2 separate regions of the Zea mays genome follow, and region 1 is linked to region 2. Evidence: chromatin contacts called from public Hi-C data. All regions are on one chromosome and are shown on one strand. Each heading gives the region's core, a stretch centred on a gene start, on an enhancer-like site or on the middle of the called end of the contact. The rest is flanking DNA. Distances are from core to core; before and after follow the strand shown. Region 1 holds the start of LOC100383287 (putative translation initiation factor family protein). Region 2 holds the start of LOC100501049.

Region 1 (2,700 bases), core at 58-2,557, 210 kb after region 2:
GGACTACTCCATCATCATCACCGTCTGTTTCTACTGGAACTGTTTTTAACACACCTATTTCGAGCACAATTTCTGAGTTATCATCTTATCTAGATAGTGATCCTCTTACTGAGTTTGATGATTCATTTAGTGTACTTAGTTGGTGGCGTGATCATAAAAGAACCTATCCAATTTTATCAATTCTAGCTAAAGATGTCTTAACTGTGCCTGTATCCACTATTTCTTCTGAGTCAGCTTTTAGTTTATGTGGCAGGTTGATCGAGGAACGACGATGAAGTCTAACACCAGAACATGTGGAGATGTTGTCCCTGTCCAAGGATTGGGAGCAAGCAGCTGTTCGGCAGCAACACTGTGTTGAGAACAAAGATCTTGAAGAGCTAATGGAAAACATGTATCTTGATGCACAAGAAGGATCGACTTGTGTTGGTGGTGGAGATGGACATGATCACTAAAAGAGCTAGGTTGTACTCTTTTTTCCTTTAGGGTTTTGTCCCCATGTAGTTAAAATGGGGTTTTACCTAAAGGTTTTTAACGAGGCAACCAATCTAAATAGCTCTTTATAAAGTACGGTGATCTATTTTTTGATGTCTCATGTATGGCTGATTGGCTGATGCCTGATTATTGTATACTTGTATGGCACTATGGCTGATTGTATGCTTATGTTTATTGTGTACTTGTATGGCAGTGGCACTATGGCTGTTGGCTGATTGTATGCTTATGTTTATTGTGTACTTGTATGGCACTATGGCTGATTGTATGCTTATGTTTATTGTATGCTTATTGTATCTTTATAAAGCACTATGCCTGATGATTGTATACTTGTATTTGTATGGCACTATGGCTGTGTTGAGAACAAATTAGTGTATTGTATGGTTCATAGTTGTATATTGTATTCTTAGTTATCGAACCTGTGTATTACATACATATTTGCTATTTGCATGGATGTTTGACATGTGGGTATAGGGCCAGCACGACACGAAAGCCCAGCACAGCACTATGGTCCGGCACGACCCGATTAAAGCCAATAATGCCGGGCTTGGGCTACGGCGTAGGGCTAAGTGCCGGCACGGCACGGCCTGACAATTAATAGTGTCTGTGCCGTGCCTCGGCCCATCTAATTTGGTCCGGCCCATGACGGGTTCGGGCCGTGCTGGCACGGCACGGCCCATTGGCCACGTATATATTTGCCTAACTCAGCGTGTTGTGCATTTGGGCCGCTGTTTTTCCCCCCGAGTGAGCAACAGTGGGGTCTCAACATGGGCCGCCTATGTAGCTCAACACTGAAATGCGGCAGACGCGTGGGTGGTCGGAGCTGGGGCCTCAGCTTGATCCCAGGCTGCCGTTCGCGGAATCTCTCTTCCCACTAGCGACGACTGGGCGACCTCCGCCGCCACACTAAACCCTACTCCAGGTGCCCAGGTCTGCGTCGGGCCCTTGCCGGCGACGAGCACCCGCTAGGTATGTCTATCCCGTCTCTTCCCTTGGTGCTGCGCGAAACCGAGCACCCAAACCCTAACTCAAGTTATCTGGTTATTTGTGTTCGGATCTGACCTAATACTACAACATAATATATTATGCTTACTAACTTCGACTTTACTGCAAAAATTACCGTATGTACATGTGTACACTCATGTTCTTTACTGGGCTCGCCCCTGATTGGTAAGGAACCCTGACCTGCTTCGACGCAATTTGTTCTTACTAGCTCTGCTACGAGCTATCGGATCCAAATTTCCCAGAACGGTTAATAGATTTTTTGTTCATTTGAACGCCCATCCAACGCTAAGTTCGCACCTCACTGAGTAGCGATTAGCAGTTAGGACTTGATGCATCTGTGTCATTATATTATGAAATTTGTGTTGATCGCTGGTCTTGCCTGCCCATGTGTTCCCAATTGGCGATGCTATGCTAGAGAGGAAGAATGCTTAATGCTGTTTCTCATGTAGTTAGTGTTGAGTAAGTAAGCACTGAACAAAGACACTAGGTTTATCTTTCCAGTTACCACTGTGCGGTTTCCAAGATGGCTCGCCGTGGATTGATGGAACAGGACTTAAGCAAATTGGATGTGACAAAGCTTGACCCACTGTCACCTGAAGTTATCTCACGCCAAGCAACAATCAATATTGGTATGGATGCAATCTGTTTACCATGGTTGTATGGTTCTCGGATTTGATGTCAGCACACCTGATCTATTGATTTATTTTGTTTCTTTTAAGTTTTCTTATGCACAAAAACTATTTTGATCTCTAGAATAATGATCCAGCCATTCGTCACTAGCATTAAGCTCTTTGTGTGTGGCACCATGCAATCCTACATTTCATGCAGCCCTGTACCTCATGACTAATAATTCTTGAGTTTCATGTCTATGCTATTACTTATTTTCTGATACTTAAAATGTTGGACCCATCCTCTTCCTTCTGGATGCATCTGCTTAAGCTTTTTCTCCCGAACTGAAATCTCATGTGTCATGTTCACCTAATATTGCGATGAAACTTTGTTATTTGTTGTTGTCCCACATCACTACTTTTACTGGTAAGATATGTGGTTACTTTTTATATGATGATTTGTGTCTAATAGAAATGTACATGGTGCATTCTATAATGCATATAAATACAAAAAAACCTGTGATTTTATGAACAATCAGTCACTTTTGTTTGTAAAGCTTATTATGGATTTGGAAATGGCCTGTATATGTATTCAAAT
Region 2 (2,700 bases), core at 191-2,690:
ATGAAATTGCAAATATGAAAGCATATTCGAATAATAATGTGTCGGTACCTTCTACGAAAGACGTGGGGTGGATACACAGGGTTCTCGGCGAAGTAGTGATGATGGATAAGATTTTCTCCACGAAAATGATCTCTATGAATAACCCGTCGAGGCAAACGGGACCGTCTTTGGAGGTGGCGTCTCGCCTCTATGTTTAGGACAAGAAGATTGACAAGCATAAGTGTTTCCTCCTCACTATCACTCGAGTATGAGTCTTCATCGCTATGGCTGTGAGACATACTGAGAAATGTTGGAATTGTTGATGTAGTGAAGTTTGTTTTGACATTTGTGAAGAGATGGATTGCATATTTATAGGGTAGAGGAATGCGGCTTCAGGTGCAAGCTAGTGGCTTCGCACGAAAGACAAACATGTCTTTCGTTCGAAGGCAAGTGCGGCTTGTCCCATACGACTAGTGCTTTTTGGTGAGCATGAAATTTGATTTCGTACTCACCAAAATGAATAAAACGTGATCACAACAAAATGCACATTCGAATGTATTGTAAAATAATAATTGTTATATATTTTTTGTGGAAGTAATTGTAAAGTAATTATTTTTTATAAATTTTATTTTTGAATACATGAGTATCACGTCGGATGTGTGAAAAATAATTAAAGAAAATGAAAATTGAAGTTGGTTACAGTTAGTTATATGGAAATGGTTTTTTAATGAGTAGAGGGATATATAGGGGAAAGTATAGGGGGAACGGTTGCGGGACGAGTGAATATAGGGGATGTAATCTTGCTGACGTGGATGCATAGTAACATTTAGGGGGAAAAATTTAGGGAGAACGGTTGCGGACAGTCTTCGAGCTGTGACCACCTTGGTCCTTGGACCCTCCTGCGCGCCCGTTGAAGCTGCACGCACACCGGAGCTGCGTGTTGCGCCCTCGCCGGGATGCCCTACCGGAGTTGCGCCCCACCCCCTTGCTGGAGCTACGCTGTTGAAGCTCTCATCTGCGCACGGGAGCGATGGTGCCCACCGTCGACGAGTCAAGTTCACAGTGTACACAGTAGCATCCTTTGAACAATCAAGGGTAAAAAGGGAAATACGAAATTACATGTGCTTGTGGATAGTCTGATTCAAGGAAATGACCTATTTCAGAGTTGATTAGAAGCTCAATGACATATTTGCAAGCTTAAAAGATTTAGTGACATATATTAAAACATAAAAAATTGTAATGGCATAGACATGATTAACCCTTAAAAACATTACAACCTCGACATCAAAGTGTCGGCATGTACCTATGACAAGCCTGCGTTGAGCCGATCCAACTGGCTAGGGCCATGGTACGTGCCTGCGTAAAAGAAAAATTCAGAGATGGTCCTCGACTCCTGGTGGGTGGTGGCGATCTCCCAGCTGAACTGAAAGAGCAAGCGTGCGTGTGAGACAACCAGGTCCGATCCGCCCCCGCCGAGCCGAGGACAGCAGCGGGGGCTCTCGGTCTCCTCCTAGGCTCCTACAGATCTCGTACCCCGTCACAGATCTCGCGCCCTCTCCATCCCATGCCCACCCCCCCTCGTCGGATCTGACCACTCCGCCCCTCCTCCCGTCTCCGCCGCCGGAGCTGATATCCGCGGTCATGGCGGGCGCCGCGGGCGGGTTCGTCACGCGGGCCTTCGAGGCCATGCTCAAGGAGTGCGCTGCCAACCGCGGCAAGTTCGCCGCGCTGCAGCAATCCATCCAGTCATACCTCGGTGCGTGCGGCCCCTTTCTACCCTCTCCTCCCGCGCATTGGGATCTCGTGGCGGCTGATGATGGAGCTGTGATGATCTCTGCGTGGCTTGTGTCGTTGCAGATAGTATCAAGGGGGCTACAGCAGAGGGCGCGGTCATCACCGAGGCGCTCGGGTCAGCTGGGCGCGTGCTCGACGGGCCGCAGGCCGAGCTGGTGCTGCAGCCGCTCCGCCTCGCCGTCGAGACCAAGCACGTCAAGCTCGTCGAGCCCGCGCTCGACTGCCTCCACGTAATTATTAATCATCATCATCATCATCCTATTTCTGCTCTTCCTTTGCTTGCCTTGCATGCCTGAGGTTCATGAAGCGTCAGACGTGTTGCATTGACGTCGAACACCTTGATGGGTATGATAAATGCGTGCACCATGAATGCTTTGGATGTTAGCAGCCTAGAAACGCATTTCCTTGTCTAGGGTAGATACTCGTATCGACCATTCCTCATTTTGTATGTGCAGAGCCTAGTCCCTGAATTGATTGTTTGGGTTGAGATGTGTAGATAGTTCCAGGTTTATGCCATTTGACTTATTTACAATTTTGAGAGTATTGTGATGTAACAGACTGTTGTTATATGAAGACAATAGAACTCAGGAATCAGGATGGTAAAATGAGTGTGCAGTATGAACAAGTAGCTCTGTAGACATCAAGTTGATACATCAATATGCATTTTGCATTGTCAAGGTTCAATATGCTAGGATGCTATGCTATGCATTGTCTAATATTCAGAAATATGATGTGTAGATACGTTTATTTAAGTTCTATGTTGCCATCACATACATCTCATGTAACACTGATTTTTTATCCTTGTGCAGTAATTGCATATACACTTACACAGATGTGAGATTTGGACATAGGGTGCTATTTTATCTTGCCCCTAATCCATGCATAAATCAATTTCCATATGTTCCCCCTTATACCATGTGCTAGAAA

The links. A called contact is a pair of places that touch in the nucleus more often than the background predicts.
Region 1: a contact with region 2 is called in a Hi-C map of leaf, with 8 times the contacts expected there. The contact joins the promoter of LOC100383287 here to the promoter of LOC100501049 in region 2. A contact is called at or near these places in 4 of 25 Hi-C or Micro-C datasets (ear, endosperm, leaf and 1 more).

What each region holds. Positions count from the first base shown.
Region 1 is chr2:212,608,592-212,611,291 of Zm-B73-REFERENCE-NAM-5.0, forward strand. LOC100383287 (putative translation initiation factor family protein) reads left to right here and starts at 1,308. Exons shown (of 9, transcript NM_001175947.1): 1 at 1,308-1,458; 2 at 1,996-2,123. The coding sequence starts at 2,018.
Region 2 is chr2:212,396,646-212,399,345 of Zm-B73-REFERENCE-NAM-5.0, forward strand. It overlaps LOC100501049, which reads left to right and starts at 1,441. Exons shown (of 32, transcript NM_001329534.1): 1 at 1,441-1,735; 2 at 1,837-2,003. The coding sequence starts at 1,621. LOC109944605 (protein ALP1-like) reads right to left here and starts at 314. Exons shown (of 2, transcript XM_020549381.1): 1 at 49-314. The coding sequence starts at 278.